Regions from separate parts of the Mus musculus genome. Here all the other regions are linked to region 2. The links are chromatin contacts, called in public Hi-C, HiChIP or PLAC-seq and promoter capture Hi-C maps. All regions are on one chromosome and are shown on one strand. The core of a region is the stretch at or near the end of the contact, and the rest is flanking DNA. Distances in the headings are between cores, read along the strand shown. Region 1 holds the start of Fkbp9 (FK506 binding protein 9). Region 2 holds the start of Herc3 (hect domain and RLD 3). Region 3 holds the start of Pyurf (Pigy upstream reading frame). Region 4 holds the start of Herc6 (hect domain and RLD 6). Region 5 holds the start of Nt5c3 (5'-nucleotidase, cytosolic III).

Region 1 (3,103 bases), core at 176-2,675, 2.0 Mb after region 2:
CTTAACCACAGAGCCATCTCATGAGCCCTATACATTCTAGGAGAACTACATAGCAGGGGAATACCTCAATTAAGGTGGGTTGGTATAAAAACTACAACTGAAACAATGGTATGACTAGGACTGAGGATATAGCTCAAAAATACAGAGCTTGCCTAGAATGTACAGTCCTGGGTTCAATCTCCCTGTGCACCCCCCAAAATAATTACCACTAAGGAGGACTAACCATATCTAAGCCTTTGCTTTGTGCCACATAGTACTGACAACCTTAAATGTTTTTACATACTCATGTGTGGCTGCTTATATTGTACATAATAAGCCCATTCAGGCACAACAGTTCCCTGTCTAATGGAGTGCTTCACCACAAGGACACAGCCCAGGGTTAGAAACAGCAGCCTGAAGAAAGGGGCAAGGCTGAAATGAGCTGAAAACTTAAGTTACATGAGCAAGCCCAGGCCATCTCTCCCACAGTTTTTGTAAAGCCAGAAGGGGAGGGCACAGGAGTTGCACACAGGCACAGCATTTGAATTCCCACAGCCTGAATCCAATATTTGCACAGGTCTCACTGGTCTTGGTTACTTAATTGGTAAAAAAAAAAAAAAAAAAAAAAAAAAAAAAAAAAAGTTTCTTCTTGTAACTCCCCAAAGATTTAAATGAGCTCGTGCATATATATATATATACCGTTGCCTAACACCTCAACAGTTCAGTACAGTGACTGCAATTATGGGACACCTACCTCCTCCTCCCACTAGTCAATGCTAAGGTTGGGTTGTCTAGACAATCCAGGGATGAAACCCAGAGACCAGTCAAGACGGACCACCAAGAAGGCGGGCGAGCATCACCCACTCTTGGAGGTCTCGCTGAGTGGCCATTTTACATGTCTGAAAAACGTGTTCCGCTGTGCGGGGCAGAGAGGAAAAGAGGAATTGTCCTGTCCGCAATCTTAAGGTCCCAACTATGGCTGAAGGCTCAGCACACCTCCAAACGCATGGGGAGGGCGGCGGAGGGGGTGGGGGCGGGCTGGTGGAGGTCCTTGGGGAGTGTGGGGGCACGGGGTACCTGGAGTCGAACTTCTGGCCGTCGAGGAAAGTCCCCACGTAGTGGTAGCGCACGAAGTCGCCACTGTGCACCGTGCGCGGACACTCATCAGGCACGAAGCTCTGCTGGATCTGAAGTTCCGAGCTCACAGCCAGGCCCAACACCGGGGCTGCCTGCCCGGTCACCCAGAGCAGCAGCAGGAGCAGCGACCGGCGCCGCCAGCCCCGGGCCCCTAATGCCATCGCGCGGCCTGGACTCCGGGGAGGCGAGGGGCAAGGCTGGGCGCGCCGCGGCGATGCAAACGTGGAAAGGTCTCCCGGCTAGCCCCGGGCCGCAGCGCCCGCCCCCCGCCGCCCGCGTCCGCCCCGTGCCGGGCCGAGGGGAGGAGCCGCGCCCAGCCCGAGGGGCGTCCACCGGCCTGGGAATTCCTCTGCCTTCCCCGCCTCCAGAAGCCGGGAGAGGATCGCTCTGACTGCCAGGCCCCGCGCCTGAGCACTGCGGATCCCAAGAGACGATATGGAGACTCCTACGTGGCAGCGGATCCAGTTTCCCCTTGCTGCTCTGGGAAAGGAAGGAAACTTAAGAGTCTTTTTTAAAAACTTAGTTACTGGGGGTGTACATACACAATAAACAGGCTGGAACTTCCCTCAGAATGTTTTTGAGTTGCTGTGAACTAATGTGGTCAGTGAATTAAGTTCCTAACACGTGACAGCTTGGCCAGCGCTCCAGATCCCACAAGCGACCCCTAGTTAAATGAATCCTCGATTTATTAAAGCTTTGGAGTATTAAAAGTAAATCAACAGAGCTTTCTCAATTTGTTTTGGGAAGCTACCAAATAATCCAGATACCAAAATCTACTAAAGACACCCACAAACGAGAAAAATAAGCAGTTGGCACCAAACAAGTTCTTTTTTTTTTTTTTTTTTTTTTTAGCAAAGATGCTAAATAAAACTTGAGCAAATGGAACACAACAGCTACCTGAGTGAGCTGGTTAACAAAGTATCAGAGACATCTGCAAAGTGAAGAGAAAACAAGATACTTTAAAAATTAGTATAGAGCCTATGATTAGAATCCAACGATCTAATAAGAAGCTATAGGTGGCCCTCAAAAAAAGGTTAGTGATCAGTTTTCCTACTTGGAAAAAAACAAAAACAAAAAACCTTGGAGTGTCCTAAGTTACAGAACAAGAGAGAGAGGAAAAAAGAAATCCGTGCTAACGTCACTTCAAGTTAAATCATCAAAGGAAAAGAAGAGAACAAAAAGGCGCTCCACGTTGCTTCCCTGGACCTTGAAAATCAATACCGCAATCTACTTTTAGAATCAAGCAACCTGAGAATCAATCAAAACCTTTCTTTACTCTCAGCTCCTAACTGCCGGGCCACCTTTCCAGGGCTCCCTTCCAGCTTTTCCCCAATAGTTTCAAGGCTGAATTTAAGTCTTCGTCCATTTTGAGTTGACCTTTGTATACAAGAGATGTGGTTCTAGTTTATCTAGCCTATGCATATTCAGTTCCCCAGCACCATTCATAGAAGACAAGGTCCTTTATCCAGTGGCCGTTCTTGCTGCCTTGTGGAAAAACCAGATGGTTGAGTATATGTGTGTGAGCTGTGGATTGAACTTTTGTCTTACAAATTCTTGATAAGTTACGTTAGCACGGGTTTCTTTTTTTCCTCTATCCTACGCAGAGCAAAGCCTTCTCAGAGTCTCAAGTAGGAAGGAGGACCTGGACTTAATACCCAGTAGCCATGTGGTAGCTCACAGCTGTCTGTAACTCCAGTTCCAGGGGAGCTGAGGTCTTTTTCTGTCTTCTGTGGGCATTGCAGATCCGGTACACAGATACAGTGGCAGGCAAAACATGCATACACCTAAAGGAAATATAAATAAAGATTATTTTTTTCAAAAGAAACACTTCAGGACATTGGTCTAAATGATGATTTTGATAAGACTCCAAAAGCATGGCAAAGAAAAGGAAAAGACACATAGGGTTATATTAAATCTAGAGTTGGCATTTAAACAAGCAACAGAAACAACAGAGGTCCCAGCCTCCAGAAGGGAGGATGCACTTGTA
Region 2 (3,026 bases), core at 11-2,510:
TGTTTGTCTCCAGCTGGGGCGCTCCTTTCATTACTTACACAGACGGTTTTAAGTGGTTATACAGATCTTAAGAGATTCAAGTTTGTCCCGCAACATGAAATGCAATACCCAATGACTTCTACAACACAGTTTAGAACATTTTTGGACTCCTGGTTCTTTTTTTAACACAATGAAACCCCACTACTTACTGAACAAGTCCAACTGGCTAACAGTGAACCATGCTTCTATTTTTCACGACAAAGGAGTTTTGCATCTAATTTGATTCCTGCAGTTTAACTTCTCAGATGGGGTCAAAACTGGAGTAAGCCACCGATTTTGTTTTTCTGATTTATATCCGTGGAAAGGAATAAAAAAAAGAAGAAGAGACACTGTCATTTGCCTCTGAAAGTACCACATCGCTCTGGCTGCATTTTAAAATGCTAATCCTTTTTACTTCTCTTTCCTGTCTTTCCAATCTAAAGCTAAAAATCAGTTCACTTTATCAAATTATCAAATGAAAGGTTCTAGAAATAGCTTCCTATTTGTGGAAAGAGACAGAAGGCACATAAAAAATGGAAGATATCACTTGAATCGTCCTCCCCCAAAGCACCCCGGATGAGACAAATCCCAGTAAAACCTTCGACGCCTTAGGTAAAATTTAAGGCACTTCCTAGTGGGGCAGGTGTGAACTCTAAAAGAAAACAGCCAGGAACAGCAAAGTTCAAGCATTCCTCCCCTGGGGCCCCGAGCTGCACACGCTCCCGGCAGCAGCACGAGCGAGTCTCCCCAGGTCCAGCCCTTCAGTCCACACACCTGCTCCAGGGTCCAGCCGTCGGCTCGGCCGCAGCGGCGTCTGCACCAGACACCAGGTCCCCGAGCCCCGCCCGCCAGCTGGGTGGGAGGAGCCCGCGGCCAGCCGCAACGCGAATTCCCCTGCCGCGGCGCCGCGATGCTCTTCACGCAGGGAGGTCACCCGCCGCCCGCGGCTAAGCGGCTAAGCAGAGCCGGGAGGCGCCTCGGCGACAGGGAGCTGCGGACAGCCCAGCCCCCTCCTCCGCGGGTGCGGCGGGCTCGGTGCCCTGAGATCCCCGCCCCGCCCGCACCTGCACCCGGGTCCGCAGCGCCGACCCCGCGGTCGCAGCCCTCAGGCAGCTCGGGCCTCCCCGGCCTTCAGCGTCACAGTAATAATGAAGTTTCCCCCGCACTCCCGCGGGCGCAGAATGAGCTGGGAGACCGACTTCCCGCCTGGCCAATGGTGGCGGCGGCAGCGGGGCGGGGCGCGGCGGGTGCGGAGAAGGCGGGGCGACGTCGGGGCGGGAGGGGCCGGGGAGGTGACCGGGAGGGGGCGGGGAGGTAGCGGGACTCCCGGCGGGGAAAGAAACCTGGAGGGGGCGGGACCTAGGGCGAGGGAGGTGACAGGGAGGCGGTGGGATCGGCGGCTGGGAGGTGACTGGAGGTTGAGGGACCCACAACCAGGTGTGGTAGACAGATGGCAAGACCCTGGACCCAAAATGGGAGAATGCAGGAGTAACCTTTGCTGGAATAAAATTGCTTTTCGCCAGCGAGGATGCAAAGGAGCGATGCCCAATGGTGTGGGGGTTTTGGTCGATTGGGTTTGTTGCTTGCTTGCTTGGTTGCTTGGTTGGTTCCTTTTGGTTCTGAATTCAGGTTCTTATTATTCATGCAGAGGTGAGAGGGGGAACTGGGACTGGCATGGTGAGCTGTAAGGTGGCTGCCAGAGCAGAGGGTAGTTCCAAATCCCTGTCACTCAGGGGCCAAGAACTGCGGGCCCGCAGTGGTGCAGAGTCAGGCTTGACTAGAGAGGAGAGCACACTGAAGAAAACAGAAAGTGTGAGAATCACCAATTCTAAAACCATAAAGCCCCACCTTTGGTCTAAAACTCCCGTGGGGGACGGGGGTCTGGGGGTGGGGAAGAGTGGATAGAAGTTTCAGCTCCACTTTCCCAGGCCTGTAAGAGGATATTCAAGCTTTCTTCTTCTCCCAAGGCCAAAAATGCTCTCAGCTACGGCTCCTCTCATCTTCAAATAATCTTCAAGAAAACTATATGGTAACAGTAAACTGATGTATCTGCCTGCCTTGAATTTGAAACGCTGAACATGGGGGCTTTAACCCAAAAGAATGTACAAAATTCTCCAAAAACTAGTTTAAGGTGAAGGCATGAGCCCATATCAGCATATACAATCCTGAGAATATGTACAAACAAGCACCTCTTAAAGGGACTCCTCAGTACATCCTGACTTATCCATATGTAACAATAACAAAAGAGACCATTCATTTGAAGGGGAGCACATGAGAGATGCTTAAGGAGTGGTAGTGCTATATTTTTATTTTAATTAAATTTTAAAAGGAAAATGACTCTAAGTAGAAGAAATTTCATAATCTGACATATCCAGAATAATTCAGATCTCATCAGGTCTTCAGGCTTTGAAAACCTAACATATTAACCAATAGAAAAGAAATCTCAAGGACTGATAGATTCTGAGGATAGGGCAGGAGACTGGTATATCCTGAGAAATACAACAGTGCCCTGATATGTCCTCAGGGTAAGGCAGTGCCCTGATGTATCCCAAGGAATAAGACAGTGCCCTGATGTATCTTGAGGCTTATGGCAGTGCCTCAATGTATCATAAGGATATGGCACTGTCCTGGTGTATCCTGAGGAATAAGGCAGTGCCCTGATGAATATTCTGAGGATATGGCAGTGCCCTGATGAATATCCTGAGGATGTGGCAGTGCCCCAATGTATCCTGAGGAATAAGGAAGTGCCCTGATGTATACTGAGGATATGGCAGTGCCCTGATGTATCCTGAGGATATGGCAGTGCCCTGATGTACATCCTGAGGATATGGCAGAGATGTTGGCATCATGGGGATCTTCAGTGATAACTGAAACACCTCTGAAACCAAGAAGATGAGGAAGTAGAATCTCTGTTTTGGGGTAACTAAGACAAGGTTTCGTAAACTTTCTCCACTTGTAGTCTCTCTTTGCCTCCCAAATTTTTACATATAAACATATAAAATAGGCAT
Region 3 (3,020 bases), core at 303-2,802, 1.1 Mb after region 2:
CCCCCACACCACATCACTGCTTAGCCCTGGGAAGTGAGAACATGAAGAAAGGAGAGTCATCCCAGGTGCTCTAACTACAGCAGTCTAACTTCAGAGTGCTTAATGCATGTTTAACGCTCAGAAGTGAGTGATTTATGCTATAACTCACAACTAAAATAGCCTAACCTTCATTGCTTCTGGGGGCTGCTCAGAAATTGTTTTTGTTTGTTTTTTGTTTTTGTTTTAATTGACAAGTTAGGAAACACAGGGACCTGGAAGATCCATTTCCGCTTCACCCAGTAAGAAACTAGTCCAACTGGCTCTCAGCCTACACCCAGCTCACAGCTGTAGAGACATTAGCTCTAAATTGTTTTATTGTTTTAAAAAGATGTTTTACAACTTAGGACAGTGCAGGGTAGGCAAGCCTTCTGCTGAGTCCCACTCATGGCCTTAATGTTAGCATTCTTGCCATTTCCTTCCACGCTCCCTCATCATCTGGGTGACCTCCAGAGACCAGTGTTTTTGCAAGGATATCAGAGAGCTTTGCATACATCTTGGGACAGGAGGAGCCTGGGCTGGAGAAAGCAGGTATGCAGAGGAGACATCTGTAAGGTCAGAGTTATCTTTTGCCAGAAGTTCAGCTAAGTGACTTCCTGCCTTTCTTGTTCCTGCCCTTTTGTCCCTTCCCTCATAGGTCACATATAGTGGCAAAGCTTTGAGGCAGAACATGTGTACTTTTCAAGAGCTCAAAGGACGAACATTGACAAGATTTCAGTAGCCATATGGGTTCCCAGCAGACAGCTAAAGCCCCTCAGAAGTGCCAGCACTCCAGAGGCCTTTCCTACACATTAACTCAATCTCAGCTGCCTCTGTTTGACTTTCAGACATTCCCGCCTGCGACTCAAAGCAAACTTTGTTAATGCTGTGACCCTTTAATACAGGATGCTGTAATGACTCCCAACCATAATATTATCTTCATTGCTACTTCATAACTGTAATTTTGATATTTATGAATTGTAAATATGTAAACGTCTGTGTTTTCCTGTGGTCTTCAGTGACCCCTGTGAAAGGATCCTCCTGCCCCCCAAAGGGGTCCAAGCATGCATTAGATGTGCTTTACCATAGTATTCACAACTAACAACCCTCAAGTTGTAAAAGCCTTCACAGCTTACGGAAAAGGAGAAAAAAGCCATTTTCTTCAGGCTCTTAAATTTTTGCTTGTGATACTTACTGTATGATTAATATTAAACCTGCTGTTGCCTCTAACACAATATGCTTGTGTTGAAGAGTCCTTGAAGATAAAACTAAGTTGAAGCCGAGCTCCGTGTGACTGGAGTCCGGTCCCTGACTAATTGGCACCTTTGTGATTAGCCCTACTGAAAAGTTGGACACCTGAATGAGTACTGCTTTAGTTTACAGTTTTGTAAAAGCGGTGGTGCAGCCACTGACCCGGGGAATGTCGGTCTGCCCTGGGAACCACACCACCGACTCAAGCTGTGCTGGCGAAGCAATCAGCAGCGCACCGGGGGCGGGGCCGGGGGCGGGACCGGGCGCCGGGGGCGGGGCCGGGCCAGGGTGACCTCCGCGGCTCTGGTGTGAGAGCAGTGAAGTTCCGAGCGCTGCTTCGTCCATCTTCTGAGCCGCCATGCTGAGCGCCACGTGCCGCAGGCTCGCCCCGGCGCTGCGGAGGCTCCGCGCACTGTCTGCAGTCGCCGGGAGGTTTCTGCAAGTGCCCGGGGCCAGGCTCTGCTCTGACCAGAGCGAGAGGGCTGAGCAGCCCCACACCTTCCACCCGGCGCTGCTGCAGTTCCTGGTGTGTCCGCTCTCCAAGAAGCCGCTTAGGTGAGACTCATCTGCCGCCTTGGCCCGAGGAAGGGTGGTGGCCTGTGGGCCCGCCAGCGGATCAGAAGCTTACTCCCTGGATGCCATCCGCCCGGCCGACCCCTATGCTAGGGTCAGCCCCGCCCAGGACCCGCGTGAGCTTTTCTCTGGCTCGCCATTGGCTGCTCTTTACAATCTCTCCTGGAGGCTTTAAAGAAAGACTTGGTTTCTGAGACTGGCTAGGCTCCAGAACCTTTTGAAACACAGTATCAGGGCCAGCGTCCCGACCGACCTATCTACCTACCTACCTTCCTTCCTCTCTCTCTCTCTCTCTCTCTCTACCTTTTGAAACACAGTATCAGGGCCAGCGTCCGGACCGACCTATCTACCTACCTTCCTTCCTCTCTCTCTCTCTCTCTCTCTCTCTCTCTCTCTCTCTCTCTCTCTCTCTCTCTCTCTCTTTCTCTCTCTCTCTTTCTTTTCTTCCTTTGGCTCGTTTCTTCATTCTTTCCTTTCTCCCCCCCCCCTTTTTTTTTGTCGCACGTGCACTTGCCTGAGTGTGTGTGTGTGTGTGTGTGTGTGTGGAGAGAGAGACAGAGACAGGGAGAGAGACATTCAGACATGATCAAAACTCAGGGCAAATACTATTGACATACTGATCTTTCCAGCCTCTCCATTCTTTGATGGGGGAAGGGGAGACAAGTTTCTCTATTTGGTTTGGTCTTTCCTGGAACTCTTTTTATAGCCCAGGCTAGCCTCAAAGTTGTGATACTTTTCCTGCATCAGTCTCCTGAGAGCAGGAGATTACAGGAGTTAACTACCACTTCTGGCTTCAATCTTTTTTTGTTTTGTTTTTGTTGTTGTTGTTTGCTTTTTTTTTTTTTTTTTGATTTTTTTGTTGTTGTTTTGTTTTGTTTTTCGAGACAGTGATTCTCTGTGTAGCCCTGCTGTCCTGGAACTCACTTTGTAGACCAGGCTGGCCTCGAACTCAGAAATCCGCCTGCCTCTGCCTCCCAAGTGCTGGGCTTAAAGGCGTGTGCCACCATGACCGGCTTGGCTTCAATCTTTTTAAAACGCCTATTATTCCCAGTTTCCTGTCATGTGTATGAACCATAAAGGATCAAAGCAGATCCTGAAAGACCCACAACATGAGGACTCCCCCATGTTCTAACTCAGGATAGGTGACACCCCAAATTACTCACAAGAAACGGTCTTGATGC
Region 4 (2,700 bases), core at 78-2,577, 1.3 Mb after region 2:
AACTGAATCCAAAGGGACAGAGGAATAGTTTTCGTGTTCTACACAGTTCTTCAAATTATTCTACACACATAATCAAATATAGTCAATGGGAATGTAAAATAGTCCAGTGGTAGAGTGCTTGCTTAGCATATAAAGTGGCAAAAATAGATAATTAAAACCAGAAAAACAAACTAGAACTTTAGTTAGTTTGAAGTTACTTAGAAGTGAATCAATATCATATATAAAATCCCCTAGTGGATTAATGTTTTGGTAAAACCACAACTTCTTGTTTAGATACAATTACAATAACTCATAATGACAAAATTCCTATAAAAATTAAATACATAAGCAGAAGATAAAACGAGGAGCTGCAATGGTCTTAGAGTTGCTTTTGGTGTAATTATAGGTGACTTTTTAAATTTTAAATATTTTATTATTTTTACGTGTGTGTGTGTGTGTGTGTGTGTGTGTGTGTGTGTGTGCGCGCGCGCGCTTGCGCTTGCGCATCACTGTGTGCATATATGTGTGTGCTGGTACCCATAGAGGCATAGGATCCTCTGGAACTGTAATTATAGGTAGTTGTAAACTGCCGCATAAGTGTCAGGAGCTGAACTCTTAACCACCGAGCCATCTCTCAAGACCCTACAGGTGGCTTCTTTAGTACTTTCCTACATCAGCTTTAATGCCGAAAAATGCTATTATACTTTTTTAAAAAAACAAAAAACAAAAACAAAACCTTAGGAGAGAAGATGCCCCAAGTTATTGCTAAGCTTTTCGGTTTGGAAATCAGATTCCCCCCACCCCACCCCCTCCAGAAAGTTCTCTCAGGCTTAGCTTGGTAAGGAGGAGGGACTTTCTTTCTATCCAGAGGAAAGCTTGCTTTTTTGCTTTCAGTTTCTCAATGAAGAGGAATTGGAAACCGAAACAAATACAAACTCCAGAGCTCTAGGAGTTGACCAGTTGATGCAAGCTGCTTAAAACAGGGTTCCAGCTTCTGATATCCCTGGTCCAGCCACCCGGTATCCCTGGTCCCCTGGTCCCCTGGTCCCCTGGACCCGAGGCCCCCACATACTGTCCTGAGCACCTGCTCAGGAGCTTGGAAGTCACCTGGCCTTTCGGTACTCTGGTCTCTCCTCTGGCCCAGCTGTCCCCAGCTGTTGTCCCCGCAGGAATACACCCTGTGGTTGCTGAACAGTAGGAGCGAGTGGTGTTCCCCGCTGGCTGCCTGCAAGAGTTCAATGCCGCTGGTTCCCGCCTTCAGGCGCCGAGGCTTCCGGCTTCCTGCAGCCCAGCTGAAATACATCCCTGCGGTGCACAGCCACCCGCGGCTCTGGTATGTCAGATGGGCTCCCAAAAGCAAGTGACCTAGCTTCCCTAACTCCTCCCAAGGGCACTGCCCAGTCCCTTACGTCATAGTTCTTTCCAGTAAGTGCCTGCTTGTCCCACACCACTAACATCTTTCTCACAGGCATTTCTAGGGTCATTTTGAAACCTGGCTGCTTGAATTTTCAGTACTGAGTATCTGAGAAGACAGGGAAGAAGAAAGTATCTCCATCATGAGTAAGCCACTTGTGAGTCCTGATGCTCTGGACAAATTTCTAGGTCTGTGAAATATTTATTAAGTGACAATATCCACAAGTTGTAGCAATTTCAGTGGCAACCAGTTCCCAGGGAATCTGCTTTCCTTGGCAATTCTAGCTGGGGTTCTTTTATTCCAGTCTTGATTATTAATTTTCAGATCACACATTAAGCACCACATGGTAAACCTATATGTATAATAAATAGATTATGGAGTATGTTCAGGGGGTTACAGAACTTTTTTGAGAATTTCAAAGAGGCCTAGAAAGCCAAAGCTGGGAAGCCTGTAAGGATGTAATTAATAATGAACCCTAACTGAGCTGCAATGGAGAAGCTGCTGTCCAACTGAATCCAACTGCAGAGTAAGGGCAGGGGCCAGATATGTAAAGAAATGAAAACCTTCACATCAAAGCTACACAAGCCAACAGAAAAAAAGTGAACACTCTTTTGCAGGTTTGCTGAGCTCTGAAGGAATTTAAGGGAGACATCTTTAGAGCTGTGTGTTCCAAGGTGACTCTGGCTCTCTCTGGCTCTCTCTCTCTCTCTCTCTCTCTCTCTCTCTCTCTCTCTCTCTCTCTCTCTCTCTCTCTCTCTCTCTCCCTCCCTCCCTCCCTCCCTCCCTCCCTCCCTTTCTCCCTCCCTCCCTCCCCACCTTTGAAAACAAACACAGCACTGAAAGGGTTGTGGGTCACTGTGTTTATTCCCATCTGCTGCAGGTTGAAGCCTCTCTAATGATGGCTGAATAAGGCACTGCCATATGAGCCTAGCAGACTATTATTGAGTCATTTTATTGTTACCCTTTTGTTTTTCTTAGACCAGTAGTATTTGGTTTTGTCCTAGGTTCTGGTTCTTGGTCACCTGAGCAGTGTCAGGTATGGGTTCCTTCCATCTCATGGTGTAGGCCTTAAGTCAAATCTGAAATCAGTTGGTTACTCCACGTGGTTTGTGCCACCATTGCCCTAGCATATTTTCCAAGCAGGACAAATTGTAGATCAAGGGTTTTATGGTTGGATTGGTTTACTTTTCTCTTTTAGCAACCTGCAGAGTCCCTTTGCCTGTCATAGACATTAGAACATGGGACTCCACATTCAGTGCATTGTGTGAGTATTGACTTCAGCAATGAAAACTTGCTGTTGGTTTGTT
Region 5 (3,123 bases), core at 44-2,543, 1.9 Mb after region 2:
CCTTATAATTTTAAACATCTCTAGTGTAGAAGAAATACACATTTAAACAGAGAGAGAGAGACAGAAACAGAGAGAGACAGAGACAGAGATTGTTGAGATTGTCATTAGTAAATGTATCAGGTCAAGAGCTTCTCCAAACAGAATTGTTGAACTTGAGGGTTGGTAATAGGCACCCTATCGCTGAGCTCACACCTTTATCCCCTGGAAAGATTTTCATCTGCACAAGGCAACCTTTAGTCACCATACATTTCCCCTCCTGCAGACTCCAACTTGCTCAAGAATGTCAAATATAATACATATTCCTTTCAGTAATTTAGGTGGTATATTTCAGCCTCAATTTTTGGCCATTTCGTTAAGGCTTTGACCCATGGCCCTGGTTAATCAGCCACTGTACTCCGAGCAATCCTCCTGCCTGAGGATCCTACATGCAGGAATCAGAAGCATGCTCCATCATGACCAGCTTGAGTCTCATATTTCTGTGGAACTTCTGTTTGCACAATGAATTGTTCTACTCAAGATAATGTCTATGTCAATTTGCTTTAGACCAGCTAATAAAAACCTAAAACAGAAAAATAATTCTTTCTCTCCCACGGCTTTTCATTCTTAACTTCCTTCGGTTGCATATATCAGGCAGAGAGAGACAGTCTCGCCAAGCAGCAGCCCAAACCTCACAGAATCGGGGGCGACTCTCCTGAGATTCTCTCTTGCACCTCATCACACCCCACCCACTCAGCGAGAAGCAGAGTAAACTACATGAATCCCTTGAAATATACTAAGCAAGAGAGAACAACGTTAAGTTTCTCTGCACACGCTCCTAAGGAAAGTAAGCTAAAGTTGTAGGTAGACTGTGACTGAAAAGCCCAACAGCTGACAGATCTCCCAAAAACGACTATATCTAGGCCTTCCAACCCAGGATGCTACTGCGCAGGTCAGACGCAGCGCCGCTGAGCCTGCTGGGTGTCGTAGTCCATGAAGGCTAGGACGAGGCACAGTTTCTGAGTGGGTGGCGGGTGAATTTTCTCACACTGGGGCAAGACTTTGTTTTCTCGATGTTTCTGGTGCGATCTTACTGTGGACTATAGGCACAGCATAGCATCCGGGTCACCAGGATTCTGGGTTACAGATGCACTACTTGCATTTAGTAGCTAATTACAGTTGTTTCCTTCCGGGTCCTTGCGGCGTTTCCTGAAGTCAGGGTCAGAGGAAGTCCCGCCCCCACTATAAGGGCGGGATTCCGGACGCGGACCTCTTAGTCTCCGCCCCGTCGTCCCCGCCCCTCACCTCTTCTGGGCGGGGCCTCCTCGGTTTCCCCCGCGCGGGGCGGGGCTCCGGGGAAGTGTGCGGCTTGCGGCCGCGCCCCTGGGCTCGTACCCGCGGATCCCGGGCTTCCGCGCCGAGAGCACGCGGGCCTGTCAATGGACCGCGCGGCCGTGGCGCGAGTGGGCGCGGTGGCGAGCGCCAGTGTGTGCGCGGTGGTAGCAGGCGTGGTGCTGGCCCAGTACATATTCACCTTGAAGAGAAAAACGGGCCGCAAGACCAAGATCATCGAAATGGTGAGTGCGGGAGCATCGGCTCGCGCGCGAGCAGCCCAAGTGGCGTGGGCCGGCCGCGGCCCTGCGAGGGCAGCCTGCACGCGTGCTGATGCTTGACAGCGTTTGTTTCAAAGAGTGGAGAGAATAGATGCTCGGAGATAACTACCTCTTGCTGCAAAACCCGTTTCTCCAGAGCTAATCTCCAGTTGGCAACCGCCTCCAAGACGTGCAGCTAATCCGATAGTCTCTTGTCCAGGAGTCGGTTGGTTGGTTGGTTGGTTGGTTGGTTTGTTTGTTTGTTTTACATCATCGGGGCTGCCTTGGCTTACGTTATGAAAAGAGCATTTTCAGTGTTTTTTTAGAAATGCCAATATTGAAACAGCTCGATTATTTGAATGTTCTTCCTTGTTTTATGTTCCAAGAAGTATTCATGTGTCAGTCCCCCAAAACTCTTTCCTAAATCCTAGAAATGTACTTTTAAGAGTTAATTGCAGTCTCGTTTAAATTGTTTGTCTCAAGAATTCCATTTGAGGTTTGTTTTAAGGCGATTTGTTGATCCCAGAATGTCTGTTTCATTTAGGGTTGTTTTGATGTTACTGTTGTTCCATCTGACTTGAGCATGCATGGTGAGTGTGACTTACTTACTGGAGTACAAGTGAGCATCCAGAACTAAAATATAAAGTTGAGAAACTATTTCTATTGAAACTAATATTTTAAGTGAATTCCTTTATTCCTGGGTTATTTTCTTTATATACCTCTGGTTGCAAACATTTTGTGTGAGAAGTTTTGCCTCCCTCCCTGTCTAGCGAATTTACATGGCTTTATTTTGTTCCATACTCAAATTTTATAATTTTCCATCAGTGGGAAAAAGCTGATTTCGCTGTCTTTCTCTATGTACTTAAACAGTGGGCTGATTTTTCCACGAAATCTTAAGGAAGAGTTTTACTTTCATTGTATAAAGTACTAAGGGACCAATAATGCCAAATATTTTTTGTTTGTACTGTACAAGTCAGTCTTTATATGCATTGTTTTAAACTATGCGTCAGACCCCCTAATAGTTTTTCAGTAGAAGATGTAAAAGAGTTTAATATTTTTACTTTTATAGTTTTAGCTGATTGTTCCTTTAGATGGGAGAAATATTTGGATGACCTGAAATATATATTCCGGCCCTTGTTCTCTCTCTTTATAAGTCATGTTTGGGGAGTCCTCTGTACCTGTCTCCACCCTCTTCCTTCATAGAATGTGTACAAACCCAAGGATACCCACTGAACATTGCTGTTCTGATCACAGATGGTATATAACTACCTAACCAAGGTAGGCTAGGAAAAAATGACACCAGTTGCGTTCTGGGTGATGGTGTTTCTCTTGCCTCAGCCATCTCAGTGCAAGATTACATTCCTGAGTTACCCTGGCCATCAGGACATTTTTAATTGAAAGGCATTAGGGATTTGCTAGTGAGCTATGCATGCCATAGTGGAAATGTCCAGTAATGTGGCAAACTAGATTCCCAGAGAAAACCAATCAAAAGGTACACTAGAAGTATTCAGAGAGATAAGACAAGCCATTTAGTGAAGTTGGCTGGCACTTTACA

What was found. A called contact is a pair of places that touch in the nucleus more often than the background predicts. HiChIP or PLAC-seq counts read pairs in DNA pulled down with a chosen protein or histone mark. Capture Hi-C pulls out chosen DNA fragments and counts their contacts.
Region 1: a contact with region 2 is called in an H3K27ac HiChIP or PLAC-seq map of embryonic stem cells, with 5 times the contacts expected there. The contact joins the promoter of Fkbp9 here to the promoter of Herc3 in region 2. A contact is called at or near these places in 2 of 39 promoter capture datasets (embryonic stem cells and hippocampal neurons), 1 of 484 Hi-C or Micro-C datasets (embryonic stem cells), 3 of 115 datasets of contacts at active chromatin or transcription factors (embryonic stem cells, pancreatic cancer cells and stem cell-derived neural progenitor cells) and 1 of 9 other capture datasets (embryonic stem cells).
Region 3: a contact with region 2 is called in a Hi-C map of CD8 T cells, with 4 times the contacts expected there. The contact joins the promoter of Pyurf here to the promoter of Herc3 in region 2. A contact is called at or near these places in 3 of 39 promoter capture datasets (hippocampal neurons, liver and pre-B cells), 9 of 484 Hi-C or Micro-C datasets (CD4 T cells, CD8 T cells, Th1 cells and 4 more), 7 of 115 datasets of contacts at active chromatin or transcription factors (astrocytes, cardiomyocytes, embryonic stem cells and 4 more) and 2 of 9 other capture datasets (adipose tissue and liver).
Region 4: a promoter capture Hi-C map of adipose tissue shows a contact between it and region 2, with 4 times the contacts expected there. The contact joins the promoter of Herc6 here to the promoter of Herc3 in region 2. A contact is called at or near these places in 4 of 39 promoter capture datasets (the 3T3-L1 cell line, embryonic stem cells, erythroid cells and 1 more), 2 of 484 Hi-C or Micro-C datasets (CD4 T cells and CD8 T cells), 1 of 115 datasets of contacts at active chromatin or transcription factors (pancreatic cancer cells) and 3 of 9 other capture datasets (adipose tissue, embryonic stem cells and liver).
Region 5: a contact with region 2 is called in a promoter capture Hi-C map of liver, with 6 times the contacts expected there. The contact joins the promoter of Nt5c3 here to the promoter of Herc3 in region 2. A contact is called at or near these places in 2 of 39 promoter capture datasets (hippocampal neurons and liver), 9 of 484 Hi-C or Micro-C datasets (CD4 T cells, CD8 T cells, LSK cells and 3 more), 7 of 115 datasets of contacts at active chromatin or transcription factors (acute myeloid leukemia, astrocytes, embryonic forebrain and 4 more) and 1 of 9 other capture datasets (liver).

What each region holds. Positions count from the first base shown.
Region 1 is chr6:56,830,381-56,833,483 of GRCm38.p6, reverse strand. Fkbp9 (FK506 binding protein 9) reads right to left here and starts at 1,425. Exons shown (of 10, transcript NM_012056.2): 1 at 1,057-1,425. The coding sequence starts at 1,277.
Region 2 is chr6:58,829,699-58,832,724 of GRCm38.p6, reverse strand. It overlaps Herc3 (hect domain and RLD 3), which reads right to left and starts at 1,260. Exons shown (of 26, transcript NM_001361966.1): 1 at 793-1,260; 2 at 189-323.
Region 3 is chr6:57,690,610-57,693,629 of GRCm38.p6, reverse strand. It overlaps Pyurf (Pigy upstream reading frame), which reads left to right and starts at 1,552. Exons shown (of 2, transcript NM_025574.3): 1 at 1,552-1,821. The coding sequence starts at 1,625.
Region 4 is chr6:57,579,619-57,582,318 of GRCm38.p6, reverse strand. It overlaps Herc6 (hect domain and RLD 6), which reads right to left and starts at 1,327. Exons shown (of 23, transcript NM_025992.2): 1 at 1,087-1,327. The coding sequence starts at 1,282.
Region 5 is chr6:56,922,102-56,925,224 of GRCm38.p6, reverse strand. Nt5c3 (5'-nucleotidase, cytosolic III) reads left to right here and starts at 1,293. Exons shown (of 9, transcript NM_026004.3): 1 at 1,293-1,553. The coding sequence starts at 1,416. It also overlaps a transcript of Vmn1r4 not described here.